3 separate regions of the Danio rerio genome follow, and regions 1 and 2 are each linked to region 3. Evidence: chromatin contacts called from public Hi-C and Micro-C data. All regions are on one chromosome and are shown on one strand. Each heading gives the region's core, a stretch centred on a gene start, on an enhancer-like site or on the middle of the called end of the contact. The rest is flanking DNA. Distances are from core to core; before and after follow the strand shown.

Region 1 (4,453 bases), core at 1,826-4,325, 180 kb before region 3:
GCTTCGACACTTGTGGTTTAAAGGGGTAATTCATCCAAAAATGAATATTTACTGACTATTTACTCACCATGTGGTTCTTCTAAACCTTCATGAGTTTCTTTATTTTGTTGAACAGAAAGGTAGATATAATAAAGAAAGCTGAAAACGTGTAACCTTTGGCTTCCATAATAGGAAAACAAGTATTATGAAAGTCAACGGTTACAGGTTTTTGACATTTTTCTAAATATCATCTTTTTTGTTCAACAGAAGAAAGAAAGTCTTAATGATTTGAACCAAGAAAAGAGTAAGTATAGGATGACAGAATTGTCATTTTTGGGTAAACTGTCCTTTTAAAGCCGCACAATAATCTGCTTGTTAAATCATAATGTATGGAATACTGTTTCCTGGTCCAAGTCACTACTCATTTGAATTGAGCAAATATTTGTTTATGACCACTTTTTATTTATATAACACATGGTAAAGTAAGCTTCTTACAAAGTCAGAATGAACCACGGCGGAATGTACCACCAATTACTCAATTACAGGGACTCAATTATTCAAGGACTAAGCTGAAGTTCTCTGGACTTCCACCAATATTTTACCAATTTCAAAAAAAAAACATTCATCTGAGCCATCTGATATTAGGCATGGATCTAAATATATTTATCATAACTTTCAAAAATATTACTGTGCTCTGTGTGTTGCTACTAGTACCATTTGATGAAAGTGCTTGGACCTGAAAGCTGTGTTGCTTGACGGTAGACCTAACAAGCGAATAGCATTTCGACATCTTCACAGTAATAAGAAATAAAGTTTCACTTGTAAGATATATTAAATAGAAGCATCCAATTGTGAGAAATACAAGAGCAAGTACGACAAGTAAAATTAAAATTGAGAAACAATGTCACAATTAATGTGAGAAATAAAGTCTTAGTTGCTATAAAATTAATTTGTAATTGTAAAATATACAAGAGTAAATATGATAAATAAAGCTGCAATTTTAAGACAGTCACAATTATGATAATTAAAATTGCAATTATAACAAATAAAGGCAGAATTATGTTGTGAAATAAGGTTGTAAATTGTAAGATTTAAAGACAAAACTGTGAGAAAAAAATGCAATTGTAAGATATAAAATAATTATAAGATATTACATCATTGTTAAATATTCCTTAGATTTATTAGACATCAAAATGTGTGCTACCTCAATAACTGAAACAGTCACATCACAGTGTTGAGGAGGGATTATTGTAGGACTGTGCAAAATATTACAATTGTTGAAATATCACAGATGTATATATCATGTTATAAGTATTGCAATGTTAATAAACTATTTGATACAAAAGTATCCTTGTGTGACTTCCACTAGCACTTTTTGAAATAGATTCACAACTGTGAGACACAAAATAAGCTGCAATTCTAAGACACACAGCTGTGGTTGTAAGATATTAAGTCACAATTGTGAGATATATTTGCAAATGTAAGATTTACAAAGAAGAACAATGGTGCTTATGTGAAATAAAGTTTCATTTATGAAAAATAATGTTGTGATTGTGAGATATTTTTACAGCTGTGAAATACTCATCAATTCTGAAAAAAAAATGTAATAGAGAAATATATAAAGTCATGGTAGAAAATAATGTTTACATGTGTAATGGACAGAGAAATAATCCGTATTATGAGGAATAAAGATGAAATAATAAAAAAAAAAGTGAATATAAAGTTTTAACTGCGAGATATCCAGCCAGCATCATACTGTCAATTAAAGTTAAAAATAAAGTTAACTAACTAGTTGTAAAATAATAACATAGGCATATTTTAATGTTTGTTTTATTACTCAGTTTGAGTTTGCGATTTTAGATTTTAATCACTCTACATACAGCATATTTCAATAAATTTAAAATATAACAACCCTATTCTTATCCATAATCTTAAGATTTCGTTAAAGGAGTGAAAAAAAAAACATTCAACAAATGTAATTAAGGAAGTCATCAGCAAATTTAAATACAACAATCCAGAATACGTATGTTACAACATACAATATAACGCCTTAGTTATGTAGAAAGGTATACAATATATTTGTTCATTTTTATGTATTCACAAACCTAAATAAAAAGACACACGTTCCTTACCTGTGTTAGCTGCGTGAAGCTTTAGCGCCGACTGGTACTTACAGTAAATTATGAACAACTGAACATTACATTACAAAGCGTTGACAATGGCAACCATCTACAGGTTCTGCATGTTCATCAGCCTTCCTTACAATTTAACGTATAACTACTATTCAACATAAATGGGTCGTTATTCTCATCGATACAGAGCTTAGTAAATTTATCCTGAAACGCGATCGTAATTAATAGTTTTATTGTGTTTATGTTGTCCTTTTCAGTCTTGTGTGTCATGTGATGGGAAAGTCACGCGCTTAGATCACAACAACGCGTGTGTGTGCGTGACTCACAGCTGCTCTTGTCTCTCACGCTGAACAGCCATCGGTACAGTCCAAATAATCCACCAAAATGTTCTTCTGGTGTTTTTTACATGGTGAACGAGGTATATTTTGATATTCGTAATTGACGTGAGCTCTTCCGTAATCCCCGAATGCCTTCGAGCAAGCCTTGATCCTTGAGTGAATCTTCTTCAGGGTGAATCGGATCTTTTTGATGATTCAGTTGAGCAGGCCTTAATGAGATCTTACCTGAATATTCATTTACAAATCACTGGCCAAGAAGTCGAGTTAGCAACGAAATGTGCAAAAAATTCCAGCAAAATTAGTTAATTAATGTTTAGTATTGTACATTTTAAATGCAAGTTTCGTTCGTGTCATGCAATTTGGCTGGAATAAACATAATTACAGTGCAACACACTGAATTACAATAAATATATTTCATTAACAACAACAACATATGAAACCATAATCCATGTTTTTTTGAGTCATTTTATGTCATATACATAAATCAGGTGCAAAATTGAAATTAAAATATGCCCAAATTGAACTGTGCAAAAGAATCGATTCGCGGAAACAATTCGGACCTTCCACTGAAGAAAAACTACAATACCCAAGCTTCCATTTCAAACAGGAAGTGGCGTTTATGCACGTTGTCCCGGTAGTACAGTAAGTAAAATTGAAAATAATGAATACATATATAAAAAAAATAAGTGTACACTTTACTAGAAATCTAAACAATATGTTCAAAATTACTATTTTTCATCTACACTGTTTTTTTTCTATTGGTTTTAATCATTCACGTAGCCGTGTATATACACTAGCTATGAGTCATTTGTGGCAGATGATGTCATCCTGTACATGTTAACATTTAAACTAACCAGTCAACAAGCTAAGTTGTGTGATACTTTCTCGGTTTCTTCGAGGTAGGTCATAATAATCTCAACTTAATGTTCTTGTCACACCGACTACAGTAGAACATTATGGCAAAATGACACCACTTAATGTTACGTTGTTTTCCTTCTATATGACTAAATGAGACACGTCTGTTTCAGTTGAAGCTCTGTTGAAGCTGTCAGACATGGAGATTGAGGAAGAGACAACTCGGGGAAACCCCACTGAGGAGTCTGATCAACAGATCCAGCCAGGTAAAACACATTATATTTATTTACACTCTACTGAGATACAATGTCATCTATACATTTAAAAATATGTTTTTAGATTCTACAGGTTATTAATCACCATTTGAGAATTATAGTAATTGTGAATTTTGTGGTTTTGTTTTAAATAGTTTAAAATATGTTTCTTCAAACTGGGCTTAAACTAATTTACTTTTGAGGTGATAAAAAGGTTGAGCTCTCCGCCTTCAACAAATACTAGATATTATGACGCTACGATGCAAGTGACCTGAAGATGGCAGTGAAAATCGTTTTTAATTCACTCATTATAATCTCTTGCCAACCATAGGTTTGTTTTGTACAAAATTGCTGTAGGCTTACTGTAAGTGCAGGGTTGATAATATAAAACTCACAAAGAGAGGTCTGCTTCAAACTACTACTGCTAAAAGCACATACAGGAACAACAATTATTGTGCTATATATGATGACCGAAAGTCCAATAGCTTTAAAACAGGGTGTCTTAAAAAGTATTAAAAGTTGATAGATCAAAGTAGAAATATTTAAGTGCCTTACAAAGTATTAAAAAGTCTTAAATGCTATTTTGCAAGGTATTAAATTGTATGTCATTTTTGATTATTCAATGTATGGTTAAATGCTAAAGTTTGCCTAAATGAAATCTGCGAAAATCAGGATGCTGTGTAGTTTATGAAATCAATAAAATGCAAGATTAGATGGGTGTTTCCCAAATGTGCCAGAATAGTTGGATGAAAATTTATTTATCCATCTATCCATCCGTCTATCTATCTATCTATCTATCTATCTATCTATCTATCTATCTATCTATCTATCTATCTATCTATCTATCTATCTATCTATCTATCTATCTATCTATCTATCTATCTATCTATCTATC
Region 2 (4,402 bases), core at 501-3,000, 240 kb before region 3:
GACTTTTCATATTTAGACTTCATAGTCTTTAAGATCTTTGGTTTTAATATCATATAAAAAATTAAAGCCCAATATATCAGTTAAAAAACGTATGTAAAATGATTATAGTATAATCTAGAAAGATTTCTCCTTTCAGTATTTTTCCTGCACAGTGTTGATTAAATGATTATATTAATCTTGCTATTTCTAGATAAACAAATGGGCTCTTATAAGAATGTTTATTTATACATTCAATAGTAATGGCATAGATTTTGCTCCTCTGAGTTGAGGGCCCAGAGTTTTGGTCCTAAAATTAAACATTTAAAAATTAATACATAATATTAGAACATAGTGTGTGATTATCATATAGGTTTACATTAAGTATCTTAAAAATCTGTGACAAACTTTCTAAGCTATCAGAATTTAACATCTATTCCTCACCAAATGTTTTAGTTTGGATTTACCATATTGTAACAGATGCCAAATATAAAACAAATATTCAGTTTGTAGGGCGATGGAGTGGGTAGTGCTGTCACCTCACAGCAAGAAGGTCGCTGATTCGAGCCCCAGCTGGGTCAGTTGGCATTTCTGTGTGGAGTTTGCATGTTTTTCCCCTGTATATATGGGTTTCTCTGGGTGCTCTGGTTTCCTCCACATGTCCAAAGACATGTGGTACAGGTGAAAATGGGTAAGCTAAAATTTTCTGTAGTGTATGAGTGTGTATGGAAGTTTCCCAGTGATGGGTTGCAGCTGGACGGGCATCTGCTGCGTAAAACATATGCTGGATAAGTTGGTGGTTCATTGTGCTGTGGCGACCCCAGATTAATAAAGGGACTGAGCCGAAAAAAAAAATGAATGAATGATTTCATATCATGCTTTACAGATTACCTGATCGAATGTTTTATAACAACATTAGTATTTAAAGATAAATATTATGGATGGAGGCATCCTAAGTTTACTTGATATATATATATGGCATATGTTGATGAAAAGTTGCATGTATCAAATAAAAAAACTAGCAAAATACAAGGATGTTAATTTGTACATCTCTTAATAACCTTTGCATTACACTCAGTCTTTTCCCTCAAGCTATTTTACATATTTACATATTAAGACATACTATTTATAGATACTATAATTTATAATCCTAATATTGTGTGTTTTTTATTTAATATAAGTAATCTGTTATTCTTTTCAGATATTACACTATAATTACAGATTAAAATACTTGCAGATTTTCTATTATCTATTAACAAAACAACTGTTTTGTTAAAAAAAGATTGCCTTTTAAAATGTCATAATTTACAGATTAACTTAAAATGTCAAACTTTTCGTTGTGGCCTTGCACTGATAAAATTGATGTTGAAAGTGATAGGTGGAGATACAATACAAAACAGAACAGGTTCAGCTTCAGTACGCTCAAAATGTTGACAGACTGGATTCCAAACTGTTTTCATTGTGTTTCATCCATAGCAATAAACTCAAACACACTGTACAAACAGTTCTACACAATGCCCATAACAATAACTATAACTCTCTGATATTAGAAGTCCTCTCCTCACTTTAAAATAAACCTTGTGTCATCCATTTTTAAATACAGACCCACATTTAAATCTAGCTCAACATAATAATGATAACAGAAAATGTCGACGATTATTAAAAGGAAAATTGGTGTGAAATAGTTTTGTTCTGACGGAAGAAAGCAGAGAGGAAAGGCAGACATGCGTCAGTCGCTACTTTCAGCTGGAGCAAAGCGCTCCCATAAAAGTCACGTCACTTCCTTGCCCATCCCTAAAGGAAAAAAAGAAATATCGGAGAGAACAGCGACGCCAGAAAAGTCTGTAAAAGAAGAAAAACGAGGATATTTAAAGAAGCTATCGCTTAAACGAGGAACAAACAGGTACAAACCTATTGACAAGCACACGGTTATCAATGTAAGTTCAGTTCAACCGTTTTATACGAAATCAATTCGACTCACAGTTGGGCGCGTAACGTTAACTTTTGGCTGCAACTCCCACTCCAGAGAGCTTCACTGGTTTAAACTGTGCTGGCTGATAAATTAATTCACAAAAAATATAATGTTTGCTTTATTACAGCTTTACTGGACAGGAGGACACGTTCCTGGGGGGAAAAGGCAGGTCTTCTGCTTAAAATTAAGACCACTGGTAAGAGTTTAAAGACTGCAGTCACACTGTTTTGTTTAGAGGAAATACGTATACAATGTATTTAAAAGGTTTCTTTAAATAATATCTTTCAGCAGAGCAAACCTTTAGTATAGTCGATTTCATACCCGTGGTCAACAGATCTGGTACAGATGCCTGAACTGATCCTCTTTCCAGCTGTTGCAGTTGTTTATGAATAGGTCACGTAAACGGGGTTTTCTTGAACAAATCAGCCTCTCATATGAGACCAAACAGGATATTAACAAGCATTAAAAAGGGGAAACATGTTTATTCTTACGTGTTTTGTCGAAAATATTGAATATTTTATAGTTCGCTATTAACATGAAAACAAACGTTCGTAGGCTCTACAAAGTATTACAGTGAGTGTTTGTAAAAAAATAATTGTAGCTATTTAAATATTAAATAAATAAAATATTTTAAAACTAAGTTTATATCTTATGGTGGGTTCGGTCGTTGTCTGAGATTTGTGTCTCGACCTCGCGAGAATGCTGGAGGGAAGAAGGCATTTAGCACGCGCTTCACATAACAAGTCCGAGCTTGGCTTTCGGCGTCTGTCAACTGCTCTTTTTAACAAGCTTTACGCAATCGTAGCTCCTGCTATGATTTCATACCTGGAAATATAAAAATATACAGATCTAAGACAACGAGACGTTTATCTCGTCTCATCTCACCTCACCCACTGAGTTCCACTGAATAAGATGAGGAAAGAGATTTAGAAACATGTTTTGCACATTTTATATTATAAAACGTTTCTGATACTATATTGAAAACATAGGCAACAACATATTTAACAATTTTGTCCTTGTATAACTGTATTAAAATGAATTTACATCATCTCATATATTCTGAATTAATAACGATGTGGAATAGTAGGCCTACTTCACAATGGAAATTAACCCATATTTAATGCGCATTGTGTGATAAATATAGGTAATTTGGGGCAGCTTCAATGTTGGTGTACTGTTTGAGGGCTTTAAAATGAAAGCAAAAGCTGTAACAATAGTATACTGGTGAAGCAGAATTGGCTAATGCTCCAATGTGTTTGTATATCTGGAAAGAACCAATTGCTTTCTATTGGCGTGCTGTTTTAGCATTAAGGTACAGCATGCAGCCAGGGATGTTTGTGTATGAAATGGCCAGTCAGAAGTTATTTTATTTGACAGAGTACACTCAATGGTCAATATGCTGCAAAAGGTTTTTGTTCAGTACTGAGTTAGTGTAATCAAGGTGCGTTGGAGAGAGATTTAATGATTGTAAAGGGACAGTATGAGATGAACTAAAGTGAGTAATAGTTTTTTTTGTTATTATAAAGGTGATGTACTTTGTTGGCTATAAATAACCCATTAAGAATTTGAATATGTTTTGTATATCATGCTGCTGAGAGGATCAACAATCACAACACAGTAGTCAATATAAATTTGGGCATGATCTCCTTGTATAAATGCAAGGTTCAGTCATAGCCTTTGATAGATGGGACAAAATATTGTGCTTACTGCACAGTATTATATTAAGGTTGTTTCTTTCTTCTATTGAATGTGGAATATATTTTGAAGAAAGCTGAAAACCTGTAACCATTGACCTCTATAGTTGGAAAAACAAACACTATGGAAGTCAATAATTTCAGTCAATAGTTATCAATGATTCCAAGTTTCTTCAGAAATGTTAATTTTGTGTTTAACAGAAGATAAAAATGCTTAAAAGTTTAAAGGGTGAACTGTCTCGCTTCCTGGAGGGCTGCAGCTCTGCAGTTTTGCTCCAACCCTAATCAAACACAGCTAATCCAACTAATCAAGGTGTTCAAGACTAACAGAGACTAGGTGGTTTAAGCTTAACTATGCAGAGCTGCAGGAATTGAGTTCGAGACCATTTATTGCAAACTGCTGGCCCTCGGGTCATTTGCGGACCTCCCTCTTCCTTATTCCGACCTGCAACTGACTTTAAAATATAACGCGAATCGGCCCACCAGAACATATTTTTTTGAATCAGTCATTGTTGCGCAGTCGCATATAGCCACTTGTGGTTTTGACCCCCCACCTACTGCACATGTGCTATATATCTGGGTTACTTTCAGTTTCTCTCAGTGTATGTAGTCAAGAGTAAAGTGCATTCAGATTATTTCTGGGGCTGATTTAAATGTTGAAATATATGTCTGAAAGTGCTCTATTTTACTAAAGCTCTTTCTGTAAATATTTATGGGTCGTTTGATTATAATACATTTTATATCATTTGTATTTTGTTGT
Region 3 (3,829 bases), core at 347-2,846:
TAAGCTATGAAATGGTAAATACCTGCATTAAGCATACTTGGATACTCTCGTGAGGTTGGGTTCATCAGGTTCAGCCACAGCCAATCTGTTTCCTTTATTTCTGAATGTTTTGTGGGTGTGTGCGCCACTCCGCCTGGATTCACGCAGTTTCTGTATTCTCACGCGGCTGTAGCATGGGTGGTTTAAATGGGCGGAGCGTCGCGCATTATGCTAACCAATGGCCGGCCGAGCCGGGAGGAGCCTGTTTTCTGTCAGCCAATCACAGCAATAAGCACTCGAGGCTGAGCCGCGTCTCCGCGTGCGGACACCATGTGCACTGGAGAGCGCGTCTGTGTTCCTGAGACACAACGTGTAGTTGCCATCTCCTCTCGCATGATGCTCACGTTTCCAGCGGATTACCAGTGAAGTGAAAAAGTGTGCCCGCTCGCTTGGTAGGTTTCCCCCAAAAGGTAGCTCTCTGAGTGATAAAACTCGACCGTTTGTTAGGTGAGATCAGCAGTCTATATTACAGATTATAAACATATCTGTGATGCTCTGTAAAACTGGCCACTCTCAAAATGTTCTCGATAAATGCCACACGTTAATGCTGTTTCATAGTGCCAAACGTAGGACAGCTGGGAATGAAATTATCGACCAATTTGTTTTTAATCAGTGCCACCCACCCCCGAGGAGCGTGCCTGTCACGAGGGGGCGTGCCTCATTAATATTAAAACTCCGTGCAAGTAGTGCCATGTTCGCGCTTCTAGACTGGGAGGTGTGACGTCACGTGAGCGGCCCGTGTTCGTTCCAGCTGAGCGAAAAGCTCGGACGGCTCAAGCTCAAAGCGTGCGACAACACACATGCAGAGAGAACTGAACAGAAGGGGGTGACCACAGAGGGAAAAAAGCGATTGAGCGACTGCATGGAAAAAAACGTCAACATCCCACCAATCGCGCTACGCAGCAGAAATTGACTCAGCAACACTTCGTTTTGTTTTCATTTGTCATTTTCGAGGCGACGCATTCAAGAGTTCCAGCAGTCAAGTTATCATTTGCGTTATTGGAGTCATTTATTCTTCCTGTTTCTTCGCCTGAGTCGCTGTATTTTGTTAAATTATTATCTGTACGTTGCGCTTGGAGGTCGTTATTCTGGACATTTGTCTATTTTTCTTCAAAAGTTCCGGCAGAACATAAACTGTCAAGAATTTCTGGGAATACGAGGAATGTATATTTCTGTCCATTCGTCTAATCTACCATCAACTGCAAGCAGAATGGCGCTCTTTGTTTAAAAAAAGGCTGTTTTCAAATAAAGGTAATTATACATTTTCTATCTGTGATCAGATGCTGTGGTGCTGCACGTGAGCGCGCAGGTCTTTCCTCCTCCTCTGTCTCTAAAGTAAACACGGTCTCGTGTTGCGTGACTTCACAACTTTGTCTACTTTTATGATACGAACTGCATTACATGCTGATATCTGTGATGTCTGAACACACAGTCATGTCGATATTAATGTATTTCTGCTTGCTTCCACTATGAATCGTCATGTGATTGATTTGACGGCTGCACAATAGTATCGAACCACGCAAGCATCTAGCGGTCAATCCGGCGGACGTTGGATGATGGCCAGGCCGCTTTCACAGCTCCTTCCCCCGGACCTTCCCTCTGCCGGAGCCAGTCCGCAGTTTGGCAACAGTAGCCAAGCAGGAGTCACACATAACGGAGGACACTTAAACTCCACAGGAAACTTAAAATCTCTCCTGCAGCTTCCAGTCAAATGTGATCAGCGCGTGAAAGACTGTGGTGAAATGAAGGGTGAGGAAACGCACCTGTTTTATATATATATATATATATATATATATTTCTTAATTTCATTAAGACTAAAATGTGCTAATATACACAACGAGAGTTAGTTTCTCAATTCCTAAGGTGGCAGTTTTTCTTTCATGTGTGGTTGCACATGTCAAATGGCAGGGTCATGTGCCATCGTGCATATCTCTCAGACGGGACATCACATGGGACTTGAAGAGATAAACAAGGCCAGGCCATTCAGCCACTTAGCGCACTACCCAGGTGCTTTGAGGTCAACTATTGGCTAAGCCATTTTGTTTACAGGCCTGCGCTGGGTACAGCCTAACCACACTGACAGAAGTTTTCCATTGCCTGTGAATATTGGAAAAGCTTCAGTATGGATTGCTGTCCGTGTCATTGTTTCGTACTGATTATTTGCTCGCCATTAATGCGAAATGACCCTGAATAGATGAGGAGCAAAATTGAATTGTGTGTGCACAGGATTTGTGAATCTTATTATGTAGTATTAAAAGCAGCACATTTAATTTTGAACAGTATTAGTGGTCATACTGTATTTGTCGATTCAGCAACACTTATAGTGTTTGGCTAATTGTTTTTAAGCGTAGGCAGTTTTAGGCGACAGTCTGCTGTGTTTTCATAGAGGAAAGACTACAAACTTAAAACCCAATTACATTTTTATGGTTTGTTTTTATACTGAATAACTCAACCAGAAATTGCAAATTTCAAACTGCCTTTAGTGGTTCTGGTTTCCACTCCAATGCGCCATAAAATGCCTGATTTAGACTAACTGGAGTTGTTAAGCGTTTAGACCTCACCCTAGAGTGTCTCAGACCCCACCTTAATACTTTAAGATGGAAACCTCCAGGCCTCAGCCATGTACTATTGCTGATATTGTGTTCTACAATACTCATCTGGCTTTGTTGTTACACCTGTTGTTTTTTGCGTCATTGCTTTGGTTCAATCATAATAGCGCAATTCTGTAACGTTTAGTCATTGTTCGACAACATTGTTGCTGTGCCACGCAGCTAAGCAGTGTCACAGCAGTGTAACAACATTGTAATCGCTTTACCATGGACTTTCAGACACATTAATCTTTTGCAAGTTTAAAGGAAGGTATTTCAAAGCCTCTTCATTTTGCATTGATGCACTGGGAGGCGCATCTATTCACATGTGTTGACATTGCAAAGGTAGCTCTCCCAGAGGGATGTGAAAGTTGCTGGGAACTGTTATTCCGCCCCTAACTGCGTAATCTCACAAACATTGCACTCCTGAAATGTAGAAATGTCATTATAAGTGTTAATTAGTAGTTGTCATGTTTTTTTTTGATGGCTTAGTATATATACCCAGATTAAATTGGATGTATTTTCTTTCTCTCACAGGTAAGGAAAGGTTAGATATCGATGAGGACTCTCTCGGCCGTTGTCCTCTGCGCAACGGTTGCAGCAATGGACTAGTCAGTGACAGCAATGGAGCAGGAACGGGCAGCTTCTCAAACAACAGCAACAACAACAACTCCTTCCTGGGCCCGTTGCTATGGGAACGAACATTGCCCTGTGATGGCGGGCTGTTTCAGTTGCAGTACATGGATCTTGAGGAGTTCCTGACGGAGAACGGGATGAGCAGCATGCACAATACCTCCAACTCCACCTCGGCTCAGATACCCTCGCAAAGCTCTCAGTCCGCCGTTCCCAACCAGGGCTCCCAGTGCCTCCCCACATCACCACCACACTGCTCCTCTTCCTCGTCACCAACATCCGCCACTGCCTCTTCACCTTCACTGCTCGGGCTGGACATGCACACGCCCCAGAGCATGATGGGATCTACAGACTGCTTGCATGGTGAGTTAGGCCCCCATTTCTACCAATCTACATTCATTTTCAGGTATACAATCACAAGCAAGATACATTATGGTTTTCGCTTGGTTTTACACCGGCCTCTTGAGACTCCCTGTGTTTGCATTTCGTCAAGAATCCTCCATTTTATTTGGACACATTCCACATCAGGTTAATAGTAGTTCGATATGCAGTGTACAACCAATGTTGTG

The links. A called contact is a pair of places that touch in the nucleus more often than the background predicts.
Region 1: a contact with region 3 is called in a Hi-C map of hematopoietic stem cells, with 2.5 times the contacts expected there. The contact joins the promoter of leng9 here to the promoter of dbpb in region 3. A contact is called at or near these places in 3 of 18 Hi-C or Micro-C datasets (caudal fin, hematopoietic stem cells and an unstated tissue) and 1 of 4 datasets of contacts at active chromatin or transcription factors (embryo).
Region 2: a Micro-C map of caudal fin shows a contact between it and region 3, with 2.6 times the contacts expected there. The contact joins the promoter of cdc42ep5 here to the promoter of dbpb in region 3. A contact is called at or near these places in 3 of 18 Hi-C or Micro-C datasets (caudal fin, hematopoietic stem cells and an unstated tissue).

Annotation. Positions count from the first base shown.
Region 1 is chr16:14,147,593-14,152,045 of GRCz12tu, reverse strand. It overlaps leng9 (leukocyte receptor cluster (LRC) member 9), which reads left to right and starts at 3,075. Exons shown (of 7, transcript NM_001077298.1): 1 at 3,075-3,091; 2 at 3,478-3,570. The coding sequence starts at 3,504. flcn (folliculin) reads right to left here and starts at 2,393. Exons shown (of 12, transcript NM_001040373.1): 1 at 2,112-2,393.
Region 2 is chr16:14,210,400-14,214,801 of GRCz12tu, reverse strand. cdc42ep5 (CDC42 effector protein (Rho GTPase binding) 5) reads left to right here and starts at 1,750. Exons shown (of 3, transcript NM_001326377.1): 1 at 1,750-1,913; 2 at 2,076-2,144.
Region 3 is chr16:13,970,808-13,974,636 of GRCz12tu, reverse strand. dbpb (D site albumin promoter binding protein b) reads left to right here and starts at 1,596. Exons shown (of 4, transcript NM_001197062.1): 1 at 1,596-1,788; 2 at 3,165-3,623. The coding sequence starts at 1,596.